Regions from separate parts of the Mus musculus genome. Here all the other regions are linked to region 4. The links are chromatin contacts, called in public ChIA-PET and promoter capture Hi-C maps. All regions are on one chromosome and are shown on one strand. Each heading gives the region's core, a stretch centred on a gene start, on an enhancer-like site or on the middle of the called end of the contact. The rest is flanking DNA. Distances are from core to core; before and after follow the strand shown.

Region 1 (6,425 bases), core at 113-2,612, 530 kb after region 4:
TACCATAGCATTCTGTGGCCCAATGGTAAATTCTTCATAAAAGTTGGGGAGTGGATTAAGAGCCCTCTGATTTTTTTTTTTTTTTTTTTGGCCAGGTGTAGGAATCTGTAGTTAATTAGCAGCTCTGAACACTGGATAGTCGTTTCCAAGGTCCCCAAACAGCTGCATCTGATCAGCTGTGCAGTAGGTCCCTAAAGCTCACCCCCACCTCATCTGAGTAAAACTGTACCACTTGACACATACCTGGGATAAGTGTTTTGTTAAGGAGCTTGATTTAATCAGCCCACAATGCGAACACCCTGTATATCAAAACATCATGTTGTGGACCGGCACTGTAGCCCAGTGAGGGAACCCATGCATCAGAACCCATGCATCAGATGTATCAGGAATTGGATTTCATCCCCTGAACGAAGAAGACACAGCCATGCCACCACCATAGCCTGACACAGAGAGAGAGAAAGAGAGAGAGAGAGAGATCACCATGCCCACTAAATATCTTATATAACATTGTCCATTTTTAAAAGATGCCAATTTTTTTCTTTTTTTATGCTTAGTCATTATTTATTGGATATTTTCTTTATTTACATTTCAAATGTTATCCGTTTTCCCGATTCCCACCCCCCAGAAACCCCCTATCCCATCCCCCCCTCCTCGTACTTCTATGAGGGTGTGCCCCCACCCACCCACCCACTCCCACCTCCTCGCCCTCACATTCCCCTACACTGAGGCATCAAGCCTACTGCAGCTGTGGCTTCCTCTGATCTTAGGAAGTGTGGATTTTGTTTTGTTTTGTTTTGTTTTGTTTAAATCTTTTCATGCCACAACAATGTAGCTGCATTAACTCGGGGCACAGAATCAAGCTCTGTTATAGGGGGTCTCAGTATATGTAATTCTTTTAAATAAATTCTTATTTCTTTAGAGTAGAGTGCACTGTTATAATCCAGGGTGCATATGGGCATATTGGTTGGATTTTTTATAACTATGAAGTATTATTCAATAGATATTTAAGTGTCATGGAGCCTATAATTTAGAAGTACCCCTGCTTTGCATCTAACACTGCCTAGCCACAGCAATGTAATATTTGTCCTTTCTGCTTGTATAAAATTAAGCGTATGTATCAAACATTCACACTGAATAATGCAGCCATTATTACTCTGTGTGTTTCTGAGGAAAATCATGACTCACATGGACACCTCCACATAACCTGCCACTCATCAAAGCCAGCTCAATGCATTTAAGGCTTGCTGCAGTGGTTTTATACAAAAGATCTAGAAAACCTGCAGAGGAAAGGGGTTAGTCAGAGCCTTGAGCTTGCTCAGAGTCTGGAGGACGTCTTGTGCCTTTCCTACTGTGACTCACAAACAGAGCACTTCACGGAGGGGATGTTCCTCCCATCTGCTGTCCTGCCCTGTGGTAGAGTCCAGATCAGCAGATCTCACCCTGACTCCGGCTTCCTCTGATTGGTCGCCCTCTGCATCACTGCCATTGCCCTGAGAAACACGTGTCCTTGCCGCCTAAGAGCGTCATAAATCATGGTTTCCTCTTAAGGGATAGCTATTGATTTGGTCATTTGTGTCCCTTTTTCCCCTCTGGCTCACACTTTAGTGGGAAACCGTGGCTTCCTTTATGCAGTATGTTATAGCCAATCAGAAGGGCGGTCTGTGCTTCCCTGGTGTACAAAGAGAGGTGGCTATGGGTGAGGGATCTCACATGAGGATCTTATCCTGCAGAGAGTGTAATCAACAGATAAAAGCTTGAGCGGCTGCACATGCTAGCCAGACCTCATCAGAATTAGTCACTGCCTTTCCTGAGGCAGGGACAGCCAATCAGTACAGACGGAAAAACCAACACAGTCAAAGACAGTGTATTTGTGTTCCACTGTGTACTTAAAGCCAGTGAACACTCAGGTTTTGCTATAGTTACTGATTCAGCCTTTGAGGCCAAAATTATGCTATGAGGTTCATGTCCCGCCCCCAAAATGCTTATTTATATCCTTTCTGTAGCAATGACTCCTCTAACCCTCCTTACTATTTAGTTCACACACATGAACATGCACACACAGCACACACACACACAAACACGCACACACATGCATGTACATTTTTTAAGTAAAAAGGATATACTATTATAATATTTTAATTAACCCACTAATCATCTAAAATATAACCACTTAAACAGAATTTAACATGAAAAATTAGATATTTACATATTTTTTCTGCCAGTAAATCTTCAAATCTGGCAAGTTTACTAAACTTGTCTCAGTTTGCAATCAAATTTCCAGTTCCCAGTTCCCAGTTCCCAGTTGAAAGTGTAGATTCGGAGTCTCACTACCTGCATGGCAGTCTGGGATAGCTCTCCACTGCTCTCTGCATTGATTATTTGTTTTAGGGACACCAGGCCCTACATGTATGCGCTTCTTTTGGTGGAAGACAATCTCTGCAAGTGTTCCAACCATTCCCAATATTTTCTAAATATAAATTCATCAAAACTAACCAACCTTCTCATTCAGTACTGTAGTCCCACTGGCCACATTTTAAGTGCTTGGTAGCCATGGGCAGCTAGGGGCTGACATATTGGACAGCATAGATCTATCAGTCAAGATGCTTAAACACTTGGTAACAAACACACTCATGAAAAGATGGTACAAGAGGAGAGCCGAGCCCTGAGCCTTTGCCTACATCCTCTCCTGGATGGGAGCCCATCTCATTCGTGAGGTTTGTTGTTGGCTTTTCCCATAGATTTCCCAGTTGGGTCAGCTCCCCTCAACGATAAGCTGTTGGGGCACTCTGTCCTGCTCCTGTTTTTTGTTTTGTTTTGTTTTGTTTTTTTAGGTTGTTGCGCTATGTTCTCATTTTCCTCCTGTATCACTATTTCCAGTTCGCACTGGTTTTTTAAATGCCACGTGGCTATGAAATTGTCATTGGTGACCTCCAGCGCTGAGTCCTCAATAAGTATGTGTTAACTAATGGAATACATGGCCAGCTTTATGTGAAGAAGGCTAACGTGGTTGGAACAGAGAAATGATGTGTAAAAGGAAACCAGGATTCAATAACAGGGACAAAGACCCAAGCTCCGTTTGCGCAAATTGTCCTATCAAATGTTCCATGAGCGTCAAAGCTAAGAAGAACCTATTAGGTTTAACCAGGGGCTGCTTTGACAGCAGCTCTCAGAGACACTCAGGCACACCTTAGAAGCCTCGAGTCTTCTCATAAATTCATGCATTCTTTAGAATACTGCTTCCCAAGTGCTAGGCATTATAAATGTGAATAGACTGAGTTTGAAGGCCTGGCTTGTTTATTTGGCTATGATCCTGTTACTGCGGGTCCCCTAAAGGACGGCTGCTATGTAATTGAAATGATGCACAATATGGAGCTGGCTTGGGGCTGCGTGTGATTTATGGGCATTCGATCTAAAGATATTTAAAGGACGAAGTTATCGGAGCCAAGAAGAAGGGGAGATGTGATTAATCATGTAAGACAGTTTGTAAATGGCCCGCTGAAGCACTGCTGTAAACACTAAAACCAGGACGCTCATTTGAACGGTGTAGGCAGGCAAGGGTGTGTGTGTGTGTGTGTGTGTGTGTGTGTGTGCAGGTGAGTGAACAGGGTAGACCAAGAGATGCCATGTACACACAGGGCTGAAAAGGATGCTTTCCCAGCGGGTAGAGATGATGGTGGCTGTGGGATCCTGAGGGATATATGCATCTTTTACATTTTCTTACACTGTGCCTAAAGCTACCTGTCATACAGCGCCAATTTCTTGGCTCTGTTTTCCTCAGGAGGCTTCCTGGGTGTTTGTAAAATAGCCAGGGAGGGAAAAAAAATAGAGTTTTATCAATTCTTATTTTTACAACTCTATGTGAGTTCTTATCTCTGCGTCTTTCTGAGTATTCCTTCCCTCCCTTCATCTTAGGAAGATGTAGAGGTCTCTTTACAAAAAGCATTGATATTGCCCAACCTGGATGCATGACAGAATTTCCTGGTTTCTCTCTAAGTAGAAAAATAAATATTAGTAATACATAAGTTCTCTCAGATAAATGTTATTAGTCATGTGTGCCTCCTGCTCACCCTGTCAGGGACCTGTACCTGTTTTTCTAACTCTGGGATGTCCAAAGAACTGACCAGCTAAATCCTTAGCTCTAGGTTCCCACGGGAAAGGTCTTCCTGAGTTACGGTTATCCTAGAATTATCTGGGGATGGATGTCAGGGAATCTAAACAGCAGTGTGAATCAGGAAAAGAGGGGAGCAAGAGAAGGTTTGGGGACCCATGTGGCCAGGCTAAGTACCCAAGCATGGTTTTGAGCTCCTCAAAGAATCAGGAAGAACCCCTTATCACATACTACCAGGTGCTGAGGTGACAGGCATATACCACCATGCACAGCTATGTCAGGGTTAGACAGATAGCTCCGTTAAAAAACAGCTTGCCTCCCCAGCCTGATGACCTAAGCTTGGGTCCGTAAGACAAACATGAAAGTCTGGCCCAGTGGCTCCCATCTGTAGTCACAGTGATGACGAGACAGGATACAGAGACAGATGAATTCTTAGAAGCTGTGAAAGGGGGAAACTATATAACCTACATGGCCTGGCACTAGGGTTGCCCTATGACCTTTGCATGTATGCATAACTCTCATCTACATGTGCACTCCTCACACACAAACAAGCTCATTAATATCAACTAAATCATCAAATCATCAATAATTAAATATCGTTTAATTAAATCATTATTAAACATAAATAAAATGAGTTTTGTAGCAACAGAGCAAGAGGGAGCTTAGAGCTCTGTCCGAGATACGCACATGAAAGTACACATCACGGTTCTCCAAGGGGGCTTCGGTCGTATGTTATGATTTAAGGCTGACAGCATAATGAACTTCCATATTTGTGAGAAGCTTAGGTTAGCTGCTCCCACAGATTTTGTTTACAATAGAGTCCATTGTTGTTCTGGATGGACTCACACAAATGAGAAATGCCCTACACCAGATGCAAAATATTTATCATTTTACATCCTCCTGCAGTGACAAAGTTACTTCAAAGTAAGAAAGAAGGAGGCATGGGAAATAAATAACTCGGGAAATTGAATGATGTGGCCCCATTAGCCATTTAATTATCTAGATTGGGTTTGAAAATATTGTGACATTGTGATTTAGAGCCAATTTGAGAGGCATCTTGATAAGATTTGAGGCCCGAATAATCATGCCAGTCCCAGCAGCTGCTATTATGTGGTTAGTAAGTGGTTAGTAAGAAGACTGATTTTGTAACTAATATCCATAACAAAAACGTCCTGGACATGGGTTCCTCTCGCTTTGAGGCTGTGCCTGAGTTGCTTTCTCTGCGGCGAGGTAAGGAATCCCGAGCCTTTCCCTGTCTCATTCTCTTGAGATCCAAACGCTGACGGCACGTGAGAGACTGTGCACCAGGCTGGAGCGGCAGTGGACTGGGTGTCGTGGAAGGTCCAGCAGAGTCCTGAAGTACATAAATTTCCAGAGCGGCAGCTGACCCAGCCAGCCATTCAGCAGCTCAGGGTTTTTGTTTGTTCGTTTGTTTTTGTTTTTCAAGACAGGGTTTCTCTCTGTGTAGCCCTGGCTGTCCTGGAACTCACTCTGTAGACCAGGCTGGCCTCGAACTCAGAAACCCGCCTGCCTCTGCCTCCCAAGTGCTGGGATTAAAGGTGTGCGCCACCACGCCCAACTAGTAGCTCAGTTTTGTGCCACGATCCCAATAATGAGATTTCTTCCTGTGGCGGCGGTTTACTATTAGCACTGAGGCATGTGGTGGCAGTTGCTGCACAACTGGGAGGTTTTACTCTGAACACTGAATTGGTGAGGTGCTCTTCTGCCTTCCAAAGCCACTTCCTCCAAAATATAGAAGTCGTGTGTGAAAATCAAACAGTTGCTGGTTGTAAGTTTTATATCTATTAGCCTATCCAAGTGTTACCTCTTCGGTAGAGAAATGCCAGCACATTCCCAGGCTTTTTCTCTCTGGTTCATATTTGATTGTTCTTGTTTTTCCACTTGCTCTCTTTCATTAAATGTGATCAAGGAGGGTCCAAACCTAATAAAACACTGACTGTGTCCTACGTGCACACTTTTCATTTCTAACATCTGCTCACACCGAAAGTGCAACTGCCGACGCTTGCTTCTTTTCTTTGCGGGCACGGTGACTTAGTGCCGCGGCTGTCAGTCTACCTGGCTGCGATCGTTTCCTGTGTACGAATTTCTACATGCTGTGGAAACATCCTGCAGACTCCATGAGGATACAAGTGTTTCTGAGCCAGCTCTTCCCGCTTGTTCTCTAGATGTCCTGAACATGGGGTAATGCATGAACGGTAATGCAAACTCGGAAAAACAATTACAGATGTTCTTTCTATGTGAGCCGTATGAACCAGGGTTCACTCATCGCTATATTTGATCAATATCATTACTGCTG
Region 2 (6,570 bases), core at 1,062-3,561, 850 kb after region 4:
TTTTTAAGATAGGGTTTCTCTGTGTAATTTCCCTAGCTGTACTAGAGCTCATCCTATAGAACAGGATGGCCTTGAACTCATAGAGATCCGCCTGCTTCTGCCTCCCTAGTGCTAGGATTGAAGGCATGCACCACCACCACCACCCAGCAAAATGAATTTTTTAAATGAAAGAAACATATCAGCTATGTGTTTTAGATGCTTGGCACAGCTCAGCCAGTTCCCGTTAATCAATTCTTCAAATGCCAATAGAAGCCTTTTACATTCCCATTCGAAAAGCTAGTGCCCTCCCACTGAGGTCTGGACACAAAACTCCTGCATCCCCCATTTTAACTCTTCCAGGGTGATGTTCAGTAGACTGACCCATGTTCTCTTTCTGATTTTTATCTCTGGCCCTTGCTCTCCCAGACTTGGGAGTTTGCATAGGCTGAATTCAATGTAGCGGGCAGAATCGGTGTTGTCCGAACAACTGGTAAGTGAAGGTGACGCTGTGTCCTCCAGGGAAAGACTACTTTGGAAGGTAGCATTCCATGTGCCTGAGTTTAGATGCGAGCATTATTGGAATGTCCTGTTACGTCTGAGCTCAGCCACTTAAATCCTTCTGCACGTGCACATTTGGGTAAAGCCAAGTCTGATATCACTCAAAACAACACCTGTAAAGGAAGCTGGCAGAACCATGTATACAAATTTCTTCCCTCCAAGGTCTGATGAGAAAGCTGATGAAACCAAGCACTAGTCAGCTTTCAGGAGAGTCCTGTGCTTGGGCAAGATACGTGTCTACAAACACACAGAAAGGAGACTGCTCCCCGAATATTTCAGATCGGGCACCCCCTAGATCTTCTATTCGTTAGAAACTGTCTTTCCTTCAGAATCGTGCTCCTTGTTCAATGTTATTTATAAAACGACACGCAACTGACTAGGATTTTTTTTTTTGGTTTCCATTTGGTGCAGTGTTTCTGAAATGCTCCCCGCCTGGGAGAAGGCTTCAGAGAGTCTAATCCAAAGAGAATGGCCCTCAGCCACACACACCCCACCTCACATCTCTCCAAGGCAGACTTCGAACCCACTGTCCCACCTCTCCTTAAGTCTCACTTCTCAGTCTCCCAAGCAGGCTAGCATCAGGAAGGAACTCCCTCTCATAACTCATTTCCTTGCAACCATGGCTCAGCTTTGTGGCTTCTCCTCTCAGAGAAACCATAAACCTAGCCAACCCGTGCTTGTACCGCCCCTGCCATGGGTCCCCTTAAGCAGGGAACTCAATTTAAGGATCGTTCCTTTTGCAGACGGCTGCCTTTTGTTTAAGTTGGTTTCTTCCCAGTTCCTCCTCCTAATTGATTGCCCTGTGGCCTGACAGAGTCCTGCATACAATCCTGTCTCAAAGTAGTTCATTTCAGAACAATGAGGAAGTTATATAAGCTACCACAATAGAAGACATGTTCAAAGTGAAATAATTATATTTGGGAAAGCTTATTTCTAAAATTATACATAACCAAATTATGCCTAAACATCGTATACAGACATATCCGTATAGACATATATACACACAGACATATATACATATATATGTGAGGGACAGAGAGAACTCCTTGGTTCTGAAACATTAAGAAAAGACGGTATTTCACCTTGGAAACACGTCACATCCCTGATTAATGTCACTGGCTGCTGAAACCAAATTACTTTTCCTGGCAGTATTTTTTTTCCCACCGGTGCCTCAACAGAAATTATAATATTTAGAAATTTGAAAAGATTTTTTTAATGCCTTGAAAAAGTGCAATCTTTTCTACATCTGAACATTGTACACATACAAACACTTCTCACGCCAAAAAAAAAGTGGTTTTTGACTTAATCATAAAGTCTTGACTCTGTCACAAATGTAGAGACACTACTAGTAGAGAAGAACGCTTGGTCTTTGACAAGGTTTGACTTGGGAACAAGCTTGAATATTTCCACGCTATATTACCCCAGGCTAAAACCAGATCAAATTGTGTCTTTGGGTTCACAGTTTCTAGGAGTTAACAAGAAAATTAGGGCATTTGACTCTGACAGCAGAAACCATCCACTCACCACTCTCTCACCCCCATGCTAGACCACAAGAAGGGGACTTACCACTTTGGCAAACAGTGACTGGCAGAAACAGCAGCCCAGCTGCAACCAAGATAAGGATTTTCATCTTGATGTCCTGAGACCCGGTTACAGGATGTTGTTAAGTATACAAAGTCACAGCGTAGATTCCCCTCAGCTCCATGTATGAGCAGCAAGTGGAAAGCTGAGAACTCTGCCAGCCTGGACTGTGTGGGCAGGGACTCGTCCTTGCCTCTACAGAGAAAGGATGTGGCCACTTGATGTTTCTGTCTGTGTGCATGACTCAGGCTGAGCCTCTCTGGAGGAGTTGCCATATCCCTTTTATCTCTTCCTCACCCCCTCCATTATTTCATTTAGAACCAGTGCTGTAGTTCTCCCAGGGGCTTGGAATAATGGCAGAGACTGCAGAGTCCCTTGCAAAACAAAGCTGAGAACAGGTGCTGGGAAGCAATTAGCTTTGAATCAATTCCACTGCCCCGGTTCTATTCCCTATGCCAAAACCCTAGCTCCAGAGTTACGCCTTCTATTTAACACAAGAACAGTCAGACATTACACTCCTGTGTAACAGTCAGACATTCACTCCGCCATGGTCAGAACGGCCTCTTCTTACCGTAAATGGGAACAAACACAGAGTTCCATGGTGTGTAGAGCGTGAGAGGCTTTGGAGCGCACAGGCCTACATGCAATGTCTTCATCAAGCCCCTCCCCTCAAGGCTCAGGGATCTATGCGGAAGAGAAGGCAAAAAGATTGTTAAGAGCCAAAAGGGATCGATAGCTCCATGGAAACAGTGTCTTCCGGATAAATCAGGACTGGTGCACATATGAACTCACAGAGAAGGCAGCATGCACAAGGCCTGCACAGGTTCAAGCCAAGGAGGGTCCCAGAGCTGAGAGGGGAAGGGGACTGGGGCTCCCACCACTAACCCAGAAAGTTCTGCAGTTGATACCCACTGGCAAAGGAAAGAGTGGTTTCCTCCAATGGAATCTCCTGGATGCCCTAGGCACATGTCAAGGTAGGCCCTACACCCAGGAGTGGTTGGCTAACACAAAGAAAATTCAGTGGGATTTTTGCAGACTTTTCATCTCCTACTGCTTTGTTTGTTTGTTTGTTTGTTTGTTTGTTTGTTTTTTCTTTTTTTTCTGCCTTAATGGTCTTTTTGTTTGTATATTTGGGTTTCCATTTTGTTATGCTTTTGTGGGCTTTGGTGTATGCATTTCTTGTTTCTGTTTTTATTATTTGTTTAAATATAGACAGAAAGGGTATGGCGTTAGGGAGGTAGGAAGGATCTGGAAGTTGAGGAGAGGGAAAAGCGATCAAAATATAACATGAAATTTCTTTTTCAAAAATCAAAATGAAATTGTGCTTTATTTCAAATTTTAGTTCCTAAACTGATCACATAGTTATAAACTGAATTAATCATGAGAAGCGAATACACCCTCCCTCCTCCATCTTTTATTTTGTTATTTTGTTCTTTGAGACAGAGTTTCATATAGTCTGGCTTGCCTTGAACTCAGGATGCAGTTGAGCTCCTGGGCCACCTCCTGCTGCCTCTGGGCTGCTGGGATCTGTGGAGCTGGACACTAAACCCAGGGCTTCTAGGACTCTATCAACAGAGTTACATCCTCAGGCCTGGCAAATATTTAAGAAGTTCAAATTGTATCAGAGGGATTAGATTGTTTCTAAATTTCACCTGAGGGTGATAGTACTTATTTATGACCCCAGCGCTTGACAGACGGGCCGTAGCAAGAGGACTGTAATGAGTTGAAAGCGGGCCTTGGCCATGTTGTGAGTTCTAGCCCAGCCTCAGGAACACAGTGAAAGTTTGTCTCAGAGGGAGAAAGAAGACAATTCTCTACCTGCCTTCCAATGCCCTGACAGCCCTTAGTGCCTGTCAGGAACTTAGTTTTATTGTGTCTGGGAAGAAGGTTCATTTGCCATTGATCAATGTGTCCTATGATAACTCTATAGGATAAGATAACAGGATAGATGCAAACCCCCCCCCAAAAAAAACTATTTGAACTGAACTAAATTAAAATCATAATAAAATATCGAAGAACAAGACCTTGCTTTATTCCATGAACTTTTTGTTTTGTTTTGTTTTGTTTTGTGACCTGGTTTCTTGGAACTCTATCTATAGACCAGGCTGGCCTTGAACTGAGATCCACCTGCCTCTGCCTCCTGAGTGCTAGGATTAAAGGTGTGCACCACCATAGCCAGCCTGTTATTCCATGAATCTTGATGAATGAACAGATTTATAATAAGCATTTTAAGATGATAGATAGATAGATAGATAGATAGATAGATAGATAGATAGATAGATAGATAGATAGATGGATGGATAGGCAGATAGATAGATAGATAGATAGATAGATAGATAGATAGATAGATAGATAGATAGATAGATAGATAGATAGATAGGCAGATAGGCAGATAGGCAGATAGGCAGATAGGCAGATAGATAGATAGATAGATAGATAGATAGATAGATAGATAGATAGATAGATAGATAGATAGATAGATAGATAGATAGATGATAGATAGAGATATCTTAACTATCATAAAGTACCGTTCGTTAGTGTTACGTGTTAGTTTCACACCTGAGACAGTTGGCTGAGGTGCCTATTTAACAGACCAGAGTGGACACTGACTACCAGGGTCTCCCAGCATCCCTCAGTCCCTACCTGTTACAGGTCCCTCCTAGCTGGCCTTCTACCCTGCCTTCTACCCTAAACTTTTCCAGTCCAGGGGGCTGGGCAGCTCATCCCTTAAAAAAATCCAACTATTTTGGTTACATACTCTCTTTATACCATTAGGCCTCCTGGCTGCTTCACCTGGTTCCCCTCTCTCCCCTTTCCCCACCCCTCTCCCTCTCCCTACATGGTACAGCTCAGTATGGCTGTATATACTCTGGCTTCTCCCTCATATGGCCATATATACTCAGTATGGCCATATATACTCTGACCTCTCCCTCATATGGCCATATATACTCAGTATGGCCATATATACTCTGACTTCTCCCTCATATGGCCACATATACTCAGTATGGCTGTATATACGCTGGCCTCTCCCTCATATGGCCATATATACTCAGTATGGCCGTATATACTCTGACTTCTCCCAAATAGCTCTGAGTCTGGTTATGCTCTCCCTTATCTACAATAAACCTAGAAGCAGTCATGTCTCCTTCCCTTTTGTTTTTCTTGTTTTCATTCATTTGGTGCCAAAACCAGGAATGGCATAAATGAGATCCCTTCTGGGGAACTGGACCATTCCAAACCAAGCTACTGATCTGACTCTCCTAAGATGTGTACAGATCCTTGGTTATAACATATATATATGTATATATATATATATATAATCACATTTATATCTTAGCCTTCAGAGTGTGCAGTTCACTAATGTTAAGTACATTTAACAAAGTATTTTTTTAAAAAAAAGAAAACTTGATTATAATTCATTTGCCTTGATATATTTTAAATTCCAAGGCAGGCAATTCCACCTCTAAAATGCAGCAAAGAAATCAGAAAATTCAAACTTCATGAGAAGTTAAAATGAGATGAAGGGGCAACTAGGAAATAATAGAGATCTATATTAACTTTTCTCATCTTGATTAAATTTCGCCAAATTGCATAATTTCCAAAGTCAGATTTAAGTACTTCAACTGCATAATCTATGGTACCATAAACTAAGGTAGAATGTTCTAATACTATAGAAACAAGAAACCCAGAAAATTTACAGGGGGAGGGGGGGCAGTTATTTCTTGGCATCACCCAAATTCAGGAAGGTGTGGTGTAATTTGCATGTGGCCTGGTTGCTGGTTTTATCCCTGTTCAATTAGGCACAGCGTGGCTGTGTAGCTGAGTGGAGGCCCAGCCCTCGAATCCCTGTGGAGTCTGGTTGAGGTCCAGCCCTCACATCCCTGTGCAGCTGGGTGAAGGCCTAGCCTTCTCATTCCCTCGAATCCCTGTGGAGCCTGGTGGAGGCCCAGCCTTTGCATTGCTATCCCCAATTTTCCCATGAATGACTGCAAAAGGGATTTCATCTCACATCAGAATATTTTTTGTTTTCACTTTTGGTCTTGTGTTTAGCTTTCCTTTAGTACAACAGGGTCTCGAAACTGTTGTCTTCAATTTGTTTGGTTTTGCAAAGTCTGGGCTTTCGTTTGGCTTCTGAGACTAATACTTTAATCTTTAGCATGGGACAGCCACCATTTTCTTATCCAGGCGACATTGTGTGCAGTCTCTCCCCTGCAGGGAAGCCACCTCTTCAGAAGATGGCTGAGATGGAAGGAACTTGTGCAGTGATAGATTTAAAACCATTCCCGGGGAGTGTGGCATTTCTTTGGATTTGGAAATGGGAAAAAATTCCTAGGGCCAGTGAGAGGGCACAGAGGATAAAGGTACTTGCTTGCTACTCTAGCCTACTGTCCCAGGTTCAACCCTTAAAACTCAAGGTGGAAGGAGAAAACTGACTCCACACATTATCCTCTG
Region 3 (5,882 bases), core at 3,137-5,636, 920 kb after region 4:
TGAGGGACTTGGCGTCCTTTTCTCCGCACTTGCATTCCATTGGCCACAACTACTGAGAGATGATTTCAAGTCTCACAAAGGATGGTGTTTGATAATCCTCAAATATCAGGCAGTTAAATATAAAGGGTGTGGCACCCTCAGATCAGGCTCTCCTTAGAGATCTGAAACCAAACCACTTTTGTTCACTGAAGGATACATGAATGTGGAATATTAGTTTGTTTGATTTTGTTTCAGACAAGGGCTTACTATGTAGTAGCACAGGCTGGCCTAGAACCTACAACTCCCCTGCTTGTGTCTCTCTGGTGCTGAGACGGCAGGTGTGTGCCACCATGCCTGATTTGGAACCACAGTCCGTTTTTCTGGCTCTCTCTAAAGCTATGGTTGACAAAGTATGTTCACTGCCACCCACAGCCCACAAGTATCCCCAGCAACAGCAGCAGCAGCAGCGCCTCAGACCAACTGCATCAAAGTCTCTGGAGACACAGCCCAGCGCTGTGGGTTAAATCTTCCCGCTGACTTGGGTCCATCCATGCTAATGTCTGAATACCATGTCTTACTCTAAATATTTGTGTGGGAGCTCTCAGAGCTCATCCTCGCCCAGGGGCGTTTTCAGTACATTGGTCCAGGATGGAGTCCAGAGATCCACATTCGTACATGCTAAAAGTTACAATTGCTTCTGAAGGTACTTTCAAATTCCTTTCTAAGTGGTCTCATAATTCATAATCAGGGGCTGGCGAGATGGCTCAGTGCTTGAGAGCACTTGCTGTTCTTCCAGAGGACCCGGGGTTCAGTACCCAGCACCCACGTGGCAGCTCACAAACCATCTGTGGACCTCAGTCGCAGAGTTAGCTAAATATCCTCTCTGGCCCCTGCAGACACTGCATGAACACAAGTGTATAGACACACGTGCAGGAAAAACAACCGTACACATAAGATTTTAAAAAGAGAGCTCTAAAGAATATCCAGGAATCTTAGAGACTGCTAAGGAGAGGAGATATCTCATTCTGTCCCTTCCCTTTGCTGGCTGTGCTGCTGCCACATTCTGAGAGACACTTGAGGAAATATGTGGAGAATGCAATGGCTTCAATGTTTCAAGAGCCTTCTTTCTTCAGGGTACACTTTGTTCTAATATAGCAGCTCCCCAAAGCATCCTCTTAACACTTCTCACCATTTCTACCATCAATGTGTATGTGTGTGCACGTGTGTGTGTGTGTGTGTGTGTGTGTGTGTGTGTGTGTATGTGTGATCATGCATGTTCACATAGGTGTGTGAGTGCATGTGAAGGCCACTGAACAACCTCAAGTGTCATTCCTCAGGGACCACCCACCTTTTTTTGAGATAGGATCACCTTCTAGCCTGGAGTTCGCTGAGTAGGCTAGGCGGTTTGGCCAGGGAGTCCCAGGGATCCGCATGTCTCTGCTTGCCTCCCTAGTGCTGGAATTACACTTACGTACCACCCTAGCTTTCATACACAGTGGTTCGGGGGACGTCACTCGGGTACTCTTGCTTGTAAGCTCTCTCTCCAGCTCGTCCAATGTTTTTAAAGGGTAGGTAGACCTACATATGTTTATTTGTGTAATTATTGAATAATGTACAGAATCCTAACATTAATCATGAAGACCGCAGACAAAGGCAGAAGGCCACTTCTTGTTTTCTCAAGTTTTGCTCTCTACAGTTTAATTCATCAGTAGCCAAATATTAAATGAAATTTTCCAAAAATACAAGTTTTAATGCCATTTTAGGGAGGATGCTGAAAACTGACTCCAGGGGCTGGATAGACAGCTCGGGGGTTAAGAGCACTTGTTGCTCTTCGCAGAGGGCCTTGTTCAGTTCCCAATACCCACACAGTGGTTCACAACCATTTATAATTCCAGTTCCAGGGAATCCAGTGCCCTCTTCTGAACTCTGTGGTCACTAGGCATGCACGTGGTACAAACACATGCAAGGCAAAACACATTTAAAAAGCTTTTAAAGTTTTTCAAACTTACTCCACTCTAACCCAGGGTTTTAGGAATGAATGATTTTATTCAGTGTATCCACACGATATACACTACACCCTTGTTAATAATCATTTCAGTATGACGGTGTCTGTCCCAGTATCTCAGCTTCTGTGACTAATAAGCAACATTATATTCAGCAATGAACCGGAAGCACAAAAGAGTGATGCACAGAGGGTATCCTGACATGTGAAAGAACAGATTAACTCTGATGCTAAGGAGCAATGCGGCACGAGTTACAGGTAGAAAGCCCCCTGCAGACAGGGTTTAGCATCTCTAGCTTTCAGGCTTCAGAGTCTAGAAACATCTCTGTGGATGAAAAAAAAAAAAAGGTCTATGCTTTGTATCTTTGAACTGTCAAAAAAACTTGTCATGTGTTTTATCACTTTTATTTAAAATTCCAGTGTCCTTTTTTTCAAACTTTTTTTTGGGGGGTGGCGTTGAGATAGGGTTTCTCTGTGTATCCCTGGCTGTCCTGGAACTCACTCTGTAGACCAGGCTGGCCTCGAACTCAGAAATCCTCCTGCCTCTGCCTCCCAGGTGCTGGGATTAAAGGCGTGTGCCACCACTGCCTGGCTCAAACATTTTTTTTTTAAAGATCTTATTTTATAGATGTGAGTACACTGTCACCACCTTTAGATACTCCAGAAGAGGGCATCTGATCCCATTACAGATGGTTGTGAGCCAACCATGTGGTTGCTGGGATTTGAACTCAGGACCCTTGGAAGGGCAGTCAGTGCCCTTAACCACTGAGCCATCTCGCCAGCCCTGATTCTAGTGTCTTTACAATCAACTGAAGCATCTCTTACAAGCGTATTCCTTGGGTTAATTGCAGCAATTTTCTTTTTCTTGCCTGTGGTCCATAAAAGCGATGAACCTAAAACCCCCACAGCATTTCAGAGAGGTGAGAAAACGATACCATGTTATTATTGTGTGCAGACATGTGCTAATTGTCCCCACTTACCCTAAAATATGCTTTCTCAAAAGATTCCAGTGGGAAGGATTTTACATGGCATTGTCTAGCTGGGTGATTGCACAACTGACAGAGCAACTTAGGAAGATTGTGAGGCAGCTCTGAGGGTAAGGGGAGGAGATGGCCTCTGATCTTGTTTTCTGCATTGATCCAAATGTTGGGATTCCGCATTTTCTTAATTAGTGATTGATGGGGAAAGGTCCAGCCCATTGTAGGTGGTACTATCCCTGGGCTAATGGTCCTGAGCTCTGTAAGAAAGCAGGCTGAGCAAGCGTGAACAGCAAGCCAGTAAGCGGCACCCCTCCATGGCCTCTGCTTCAGCTCCTGCCTCCAGGGTCCTGCCTTGTTTTGAGTTCCTGTCCTGACTTCCTTTACCGATGAACACTTATATGGAAATATAATCCAAATAAACCCTTTCCTCTCCAACCTGCCTTTTTGTCGTGGTGTTTCATGGCAGCAATAGAAACCCTAAGACAATCACAGCACTTCAGAGCGCTAAGCTGTGAGCTGGCTCTTTCAGAAACTGGGTAGAGGACCAGGATTAATTTCCGGGGTGTCTTCCTCACTAGACTCTTTCTAAACAAAATAAGCTGGGGCTCCCTCTCGCTAGGCCTCAGCCATGACCCCCCCCCTTCTTTTGATATCTAACGCTGAAATGTAGTCAAGCACAAACCATAAGGACCTGGGAAGGACCCTTTAAAATTCCTCAGTGCTACCCCTCCTCTTCCCACCCAACATCTTTCTGGTGAGAAAGCCCTGGGCGTTGGGGCCTGTGGCTGAGGCTCTGGCTTGGGTCACCAGGGGAGGCAGAGTTCGGTAAGCAAGAGCTTGGTGAATCAGCGCCTGGATACCTGGTCCACTTCCACTCGTGTGTGGAAGATCAAAGGCTCAACGTGATCCATCTAAGCTCGCAAAATAAAAGAATTTCGAGAAATGTCAAGCACTCTGTCCACATATCTGGGGACACCCTTGTCACTGCAGGGGGGCGGGGGGGACGGGGGGACGGGGGACGGGGGACGGGGACGGACGGACAGAAGTCAGTAGCCAACTTTTAGCTAAACTCCAAACTTGTGTGCAGCCAGACGCCGGGGAGGAGAAGAGACTTGGAGCACCACCACGGGACTGTCCCCGTCTAGCTTCGCTTCCCTTGCTCCACGTCCCAGGAGAGTCATTGAAGCGGCCGCAGGCGCTCTCCGAAGACCCCGAGGGGCTGAGTCACTCCCAGGCTTGCAGCTCAACCACACCGGGTGGGACAAGGGGAGACTGGGGAGGAGCGAGCATCTGGTGCGGTCTGCCGCTTGGGTTCCGGAGCGAGGGGCTGCGGGCACGAGCGGAGACTGCGGGCACGCGCACAGCCCGCGGAGCCCCGCCCCACGCCCCTGAACCGCCTCCAAATACTCACCCAGGGGCCGCGCAGTCGCCTCTAGTCACCCGCAGGCTCCGACCGAGCTACTCAGAAAGAAGTAGGCGACGGCGGGCGCCGGGCCGCGCGGGCAGCCTTGGGACAATGGGGCCCCGGCGCTTGCTGATCGTCGCCCTCGGCCTCAGCCTGTGCGGTCCCTTGCTGTCTTCCCGCGTCCCTATGAGCCAGCCAGGTAAGAGCTGCGGGTGGGTGAGCATGGGGGAAGCTATCAGAAGTTTTAGGTTGCGCCAGCTCCGTGAGGGGGTGCTCCTGGCTGCAACCCTGCCTCAGTTTCCCCCAGGAGCCAAACAGTCATTTGGGCCGAGATCTAGAGGTTCCCCTAGTCACATCCATGTGGGGCGCACCATATCCTCCCCACTCCCCGCACGGCCGATGCTCTTTTGGACTCGGTTTTGGAGGGTGCAGTCCGCGGGCCACCGGGTGTTGGATCCGGAGAGGGGCCCGAGGGTCCGCGGAACGGTCTCCACAGTCGCTTTAATTGTCATTGTGTGGCCTGTTTTACAAGACCACCTTCAGAAAGAAAGGGTCTTGTGATTCTGGGCTTTCGGTGTGCAGTGGAACCACTCTCCTCAAGTTTTTGCTTTGATGGAAACTCGTTTTCTCGTTTGATTTACAAGGAGGGAAAAGCGATGTGAAAGAAAAAATTCACAGTCACACAATAAAGACCGGACAGCCCCCAGCTTGGCCTGGTACCCAGGAGGTGATGAAGGTTTCTGGTTGCAGGGAGTGGAGTAGGTCTTTGTTATCGGAAACCTGTTTCTCTGCATGGAGAAAAGGGACCCCTCTTCAGAATCAGGCGCACCTAGAAATTATCTAGTCTTAGTTTTTTTCAATGGAATTTCTCATCTGCCGCAAGGACATTCGTTACTTACAGTGTATTTTTAAATATCTGCCAGTTTGACCAAATAAATTAGTTTGGTCGACTTATTTCGTCAAATATTTTCTCTTTTCTCCAAAGCAGAGGCGTAGCCTGTAAAGTTCCCAATTGTTTCGACTTTCTTAGTAGGGACACCTTTAGCCGTTCCTTTCACGCTGAAGAAAATCTAGTGGGTTTTCTTCAGTTTTTGTTATCTCTGAAAGAATGTGCACTTCGGTGCTCCCACATGTAAGGATTAGGAGGTGACAAAGAGTGGGGTGTTTCCTGTTGTCTGTCTTTCTTCAGTGTGAGCTTGAGTGGTGCTCATGGGAAAACTCAGAGCCCCACAGAGGGCCCCCACGCCGAGCAGCAGCTAACCAGCCTGCCTGTGTTTGGGTAGCCGACCTTAGACCTTAATCATCAGCAGCCGTGAGGGGGAGGACGATCCAAAGTGTACATGGAGGTGCGAGCTCACATAACTTTAGGTTACTTCCTCGCTTTTATTTTGGGACAGGCCTTTTAAAATATAGACTATGAGATGTGGCCAGCACAGATCATAGGTATGATAAGGAGACATTTATCCCCTTTCTCTGATTCTAAAAATAAGGCCCAGAGAGATTGAGTGGCCTGCCT
Region 4 (5,780 bases), core at 2,336-4,835:
TTCCAGTTTACGAAACAATAAAGAAAATGGATTAATATTAGAACTTATCTACATAATTCATCAAAAGGAAAAGAACAGATGTTGAAAACTAACTCTTGCTTAAATTATCAGGTAAATAACAGAGGGTTCAAATTTCAAAAGACTTTAATCTTAAAAGCATGCATCATCCAGTGTGCATGGACTTATTCAGTATAAGGTTCCTTTACTGGGGCTGCAGCCATACATAGTACAGCAGAATACTGGCCTAGCATTCGTGATGCCACTGGGTTTGCTCTCTAACAATGTCCAAAACTAAACAAAGCAACTTTTAGAAAATAGAAACTAGACATATGACTGTGAAGCACTTGCTAAGCAAGCATGAAGACTTTGAGTTTGGTCCCTAACATCCACAGAAGAACTCCAGGCTCAGTAGTGGCATATGCTTATCATCTTAGGAATGGGGAGGTGGAACAGGAGGAACTCTGGAGCTTGTTGACTAAAACCAGTCTAGCTAAATGGCAAGCTTTAGGATTGGTGAGAGACCCTGTCTAGAAGAACAAGGCAGAAGACTGAGAAAGGCACTCAGTTTAAATCTCTGGTCTCCAAGCAGGGGTACACATATGCATACATAAACATGTACACATATAAAATAAAAATCTCTGTAAAACATTAGGTATAATTATACACACACACACATATAGAACTATATATATGCATGTATATACACATATTTTTTTTTCAAGACAGGGTCTTACTATGTAGCTCTATCTGTCCTGGAACTCACTATGTAGATCAGCTGGCCTGGAATTCACAGATATTCACCTGCCTCTGCCTCCCATAAATTCTTAAATTTTAGGAAATTTTTCTTTACAGCTGTTAATAAAGTTTTACTACTGTTGGTTGTATATATACAAACAGTCAAAATTAAAACAACTCCCCTTTCACGGACATAGCCAAATAGGATCCTACTTTAAAAATGATTTTGCGAGACAAAGCCTTTTGTAGATAGGTAGGTTGGTTGGCTTGAAACTTGCAATCCTCCTGTTTCAGCAACCTAGGTGCTAGGATTAAGTAAACACAACTCTGTCATGTCCCAGGTTCAGATTCACATTATACTTCATACACTGCTCTGTACAATAGTAGGTCACAGAGCTTATGACTTTTTATTAATTGGTCATTACAATCGTTCAACATCCAAAAAGTGATGATCAACAAGTCAAAAATAAGCCGGGCATCAGAGGTCCACACCTTTAATCCCAGCATTAGGGAAGCAGAGGCAGGTGGATCTCTGTGAGTTTAAGGCCGGCCTGGTCTACAAAGTGAGTTCTAGGACAGCTATTGCTAGACAGCGGAAACCCTGTCTCAAACAAACAAGTCAAAAGTGTAACTTGCTTCATAAAATACTTGAACAAAAAACTAATACGGCAGTCTGGTTCTCATCTAATGACAATGAATTGAGACTATCAAAATCAGGAGAGACAAAGAACCCATTTTATAACCATTTGAAAATGCAAATGTGGGGCTGGAGAGAAGGCTCAGTGGTTAAGAGTACTGACTGCTCTTCTGAAGGTCCTGAGTTCAAATCCCAGCAACCACATGGTGGCTCATAACCACCCGTAATGAGATCTGGCGCCCTCTTCTGGTATGTTTGAAGACAGCTACAGTGTTCTTATGTGTAATAATAAATAAATCTTTAATAAATAAACAAATCTTAAAAAGAGAAAATGCAAATGTATTACACAATGTGTTTAGTAGATTCTTAAATTATAAAGATGCAATACTGAAACCATCACAATAAAATTTCAAAAATAATCACAGAATTAAATACAACATAATTTTCTACTATGTAAATAAAAGTTAACACTTGGAAGCCTTGCATCTGGCATTCTTAAGTCTATCCCAGGCCTTTTCAATCTAGGACACTGTAGATACTTTAATAGCCTAAATTTCAGACAATTCCAGAAATGATGTTCAAGAACACTAGAAGCAGAATGATTTCTTAATGGGCATTAGCACATGACTTAGTATCTTATGACCAGCTTGTTAAGGGACCAGCCCTGATTCTCCCTCTGGAAACTAACTGCTTGCTCTAAGCATTTCTTAAAGTTTAACAGGAAAGGACTGGGAAGTCATAAAGACTGAGTCTTCCCACAACAAAAACGTAAAATACAACACACTGTGAAATATTAACAAGATCACTTATTTCCAGCCCTATAAATTCTATCTAGGCTTAAAGGAAAGAAAGAAAGAAAGAAAGAAAGAAAGAAAGAAAGAAAGAAAGCTGAAACGGTGCTTTTAAAAGTACAGAGGCAAAACAAAACAAAAAATGTCTTTCCTTTCTGTACAAATACTGCATTACTAAATAACGCTCCTTTTCCTGAACTAAAGGTCGGTCTTCCTTCTGACACGTTCCAACTTACTATTAATATTTCTTATCCACAGCTTGCCAATTCAATAGCTCTTTTCTGAACTTGGACAAGGAGGGGGTAAGGTACAAAAGTGCCGCACACGCTTCCTACACCAAAGATCACTCACACCTCAAAGTTTACTATCTCAGATTTCAAGGCCAAACCCAGTCAACTGGTTTGCCTAAGTTACACCAATTAAGAGCCGAACAGCACCTGCCCCCATTCTGGTAGGGGCCTCCAAAATACAGTCTGAAAGGTCGATTTCACCGCCCTCCTGCCCAGCACTTCTTCAGACACCACGGGTTGCCCAACCCAGATTCCTACACCCCAGACAGCTGCGGCCTTGGGTTCCAAGTTACCAGATGCACCTTGCCTCCCGAACTAGATCACGGATTTAATACAAGCTTTCCAAGGTCCTCCGCCAAAGCTGACAGGATCCAGGAATTGGGGGGCTAGCGGTAAGGACAGTCCCAAGCACCTCCTATCCCATCCCTGGCCAGGCACTCATTCCAAGACGACCTTTCGGCCCCGCACCCCAGCACATTCCGCAGCCCCCGCCCCGGGACAGTCGGTGCCTCCAGTCCAGCCCCACCCCAGGTCCCGAGCGGCTCCCCCTCGCCTCGCGGCAGGTGAGTCCCGGCAGCGGATCCACGGTCCCCGCGGGGCAGCTCACCTTGCTGAGGACCCCGCAGCGCTCCACAGGCGGCCCGGACTCCGTCTCCGGATCCTCCTCCGAGCCCGACGAGTTCCAGCTCTGGTTATCCGACATGGAGACGCGACAGCCGAGCAGGAGACCGGCCCCCGCTCCGCGAGCTGCGCCAGTGCAGGCGCCTAGTCCCTGGGGTGAAGGGTCGGGGGATGGCACCGCCAAGAGAGCCCGCTCCGGGGAGTGAGGGAACAGGAAGAGGGACGAAGCGCGCCCGCCGCGCCGCCGCCGCCGCGCCTGACACCGAGCGGACCGGGGAAGGAGGACGAGCGGCGAAGAAAGCCTGCCCTTCCAGCCGTCAGCCGCCGTGGCCGTGACCCCTGCGCTGCGCCCGGCGCCGCCACCTGAACTCGGCCCCCTAGATGCCAACCTCAGTCAGGGAGGGAGGAGGGGAGGAAGACGGGAAGAGCCAAGCCAACGGCAGAGACCCAGATCCACTCACTCACACCTCCGCTACAGCCGCCATCTTCCTGCCGGGTCCACTATTTACCCTCCCTCCTCTCTCAGCTCCCTCCCCTCCGTCCTCCCATCCTCCCTCCACCCCGCCCCGGGCCCCTCCCGGCGGCTCGCGACGCTCCCTACCTCCGGCCCTCCCGGGTGACGACGGGTAGGGAAGGAGGCGGAGCCGGGAGAGGAGAAAGCTGAACAGGGAAGCCGCTGCGCTGCATTCTGGGAAGGCTGGCGCTCCGTCCGCCGCGCAGCCTCCTGGGAGTTGTAGTCGCAATCCTAGGCAACTGGTGTGTGTCCTGGGCGCGCCTAAAGGCTGGTTGCCTAGGGGAACCTTCTGAAGGCAAGTGGGCTTCTTTTGAGAGTTGCGTGCCCCTTTCCGTCCAGCCTGGCTTCCGATTCTGCCTTGCGTGTTTGTGACGAGCCAGCGAGCCGGGACGTGAGAACCCTCAGGTGAGGATGGTGGGCTGTGCGACGCTGCTTTCCGGAAAGCCCGGGAACATCTTTGCAACTTGCCTGGGCAAAAATGATAGGGACTCCGTCGCTTCACTCAGGTTAGGAGTTTATGATCTCTCCAGTCGCAAACTGAAGATTTGCTTCCTCTCTAAAACCGTCACTGTTAATTCCGAAGGACTACTGTCTATGTCTTCGGAAGTAGACTTAATATTTGACGTTTACTGCTGTTGGAGGAAGAATTCCTTCAGACTATTTTCTCACTGTTAATTTATAGAATTTTTATCTCGTGCAATTAATGTTGAGGTTGTCAGAGAACAAATAACGTTTAAAGAACTTCTTAAAAAGGAAATTAGGGTCATATTATATCCTGAAGTTTTCTCTTAGTTGTGAACAAGTATCTCCCCGGAGACCCATGTTAACCATCTTTTTCCTCCCCGGAAGACAGGATAACTTGGATAGAAACTTTCTATCATTAAGATCAAAATGCGAGTTTTACTAAATAATAAGGAATTAGGCAATAGGTAGCTATCAAATTCCTGATCATTTCCAACTTTGAAATTCCTTATTTAACTGCAGAAAGAATTTCTACCTGCTACCCAGATGGAAAAGTAAGAAATTTTGAGTGTTTGGGGGTAGGGTGGGGTGTTAAGGCACAATGACTAAGAAAAAACAAACAAACAAAACAAACAAAAACTCTGGGAGCAATCGAAGAGTCCTACACTCCACATGACAGGAAGTAGCCCTGAGAAGTTCTTGTGTAGAAGCATTCCTGGAGACTAAATGCAGTAGAATCTAAGTCTACTGTATGTCAGATACAAATGATTTTCCATCGTAAAATCATGACAAACATAACTGAAAGATATTCAAATGAATAAAACCTTAAGAGATAAAGATTTTAAGAATACCTTATCAGGGTGTTAAAACATAGCCCAAGGAGATATATGTACACACACACACACACACACACAGAGAGAGAGAGAGAGAGAGAGAGAGAAGAGGGCAAACCACTTTGTAAATTACAAGAGTATGCATTTAGATAGTTTGCTTTGCTTACTAAGTCAGATATGAATAGAATTTCTGATTCTTGTGCTAGGTTTTAGAATCACTGCTCTTAAAGAAAGTGGTTGTAAATATTGAGGAACTCACCTCACAATGCAATTTAGAATCACAGAAACAGTGTTATGTTTAATTTCTAAAAAGAACCTTCAATTTATTTGGTGACTCATTTAGGTTTTGAGTAATTGTGACCACCAACACCCAGCTCCTGCTTGCTCAGTTGAAAATTGCTTCCTTGTATTTAGTGTTAATGTTTGAGAAATTGCCTCCGTTGCATGGGTCCTTTGTACTAGAGGCTAAGATATTTTAAGTACAGGAAGATTTTTGTCTAGTGATTAGATTACCACATTAGAAATTATGGTTTGCATTATTACTGTTAGCAGAAAGCAGTGCCCTGCAGTAGCCATGCCGGAATGAAGGGTACAAGCTTTCTTTATTTCATAATAAAAATGGCCGCTGTCCAGCTGTCTGTCTTACATAGGGCCTTTTCTAATCCTTGTGCAGTGCTCCTCATTTTCATTAGCTTAATTTTTAGATCTTGTAAAATATGGGGTTTACTTTAGTGTGTAGAATGAAGTAAGAAATTAATTGTTGGTTTTTGGTTTTTTGCAACTGGGCATTTGGACCTGGCATTTTATTAAAGACTATTCTTTGTTTGTTTGTTTGTTTGTTTGTTTGTTTTGGGGGGTTGCTATTATTGTTTTAGTTGGTTGGTTGTTCAGTGATTT

Evidence for each region. Promoter capture Hi-C pulls out the DNA fragments that hold promoters and counts their contacts. ChIA-PET counts read pairs in DNA pulled down with a chosen protein or histone mark.
Region 1: a promoter capture Hi-C map of hippocampal neurons shows a contact between it and region 4, with 3 times the contacts expected there. The contact joins the enhancer-like site here to the promoter of Cert1 in region 4. A contact is called at or near these places in 2 of 39 promoter capture datasets (cranial neural crest and hippocampal neurons), 2 of 484 Hi-C or Micro-C datasets (Th2 cells and nephron progenitors), 12 of 115 datasets of contacts at active chromatin or transcription factors (acute myeloid leukemia, bone marrow-derived macrophages, differentiating embryonic stem cells and 5 more) and 1 of 9 other capture datasets (embryonic stem cells).
Region 2: a promoter capture Hi-C map of neutrophils shows a contact between it and region 4, with 3 times the contacts expected there. The contact joins the promoter of F2rl2 here to the promoter of Cert1 in region 4. A contact is called at or near these places in 4 of 39 promoter capture datasets (hippocampal neurons, liver, neutrophils and 1 more) and 1 of 115 datasets of contacts at active chromatin or transcription factors (memory CD8 T cells).
Region 3: a contact with region 4 is called in an RNA polymerase II ChIA-PET map of memory CD8 T cells, with 22 read pairs. The contact joins the promoter of F2r here to the promoter of Cert1 in region 4. A contact is called at or near these places in 3 of 39 promoter capture datasets (hippocampal neurons, liver and pre-B cells), 1 of 484 Hi-C or Micro-C datasets (embryonic stem cells) and 5 of 115 datasets of contacts at active chromatin or transcription factors (astrocytes, embryonic stem cells, memory CD8 T cells and 1 more).

The regions. Positions count from the first base shown.
Region 1 is chr13:96,006,323-96,012,747 of GRCm38.p6, reverse strand. The region is part of intron 4 of Sv2c (synaptic vesicle glycoprotein 2c); the gene reads left to right. Among named protein-coding and RNA genes, the nearest start is that of Gm24032, 110 kb to the right of the region's middle. Within about 2 kb of position 1,362, at least 75 of the 459 cell types and tissues checked have an H3K27ac peak or open chromatin away from gene starts, as enhancers often do. A contact at or near this core is called in Th2 cells, bone marrow-derived macrophages, hippocampal neurons and 1 more, where this site is marked.
Region 2 is chr13:95,692,661-95,699,230 of GRCm38.p6, reverse strand. It overlaps F2rl2 (coagulation factor II (thrombin) receptor-like 2), which reads right to left and starts at 2,311. Exons shown (of 2, transcript NM_010170.4): 1 at 2,104-2,311. The coding sequence starts at 2,167. All of the region lies in intron 13 of Iqgap2 (IQ motif containing GTPase activating protein 2), which reads left to right.
Region 3 is chr13:95,616,970-95,622,851 of GRCm38.p6, reverse strand. F2r (coagulation factor II (thrombin) receptor) reads left to right here and starts at 4,386. Exons shown (of 2, transcript NM_010169.4): 1 at 4,386-4,565. The coding sequence starts at 4,478.
Region 4 is chr13:96,540,540-96,546,319 of GRCm38.p6, reverse strand. Cert1 (ceramide transporter 1) reads right to left here and starts at 3,585. Exons shown (of 18, transcript NM_023420.2): 1 at 3,061-3,585. The coding sequence starts at 3,156. It overlaps Polk (polymerase (DNA directed), kappa), which reads left to right and starts at 3,741. Exons shown (of 15, transcript NM_012048.3): 1 at 3,741-3,993.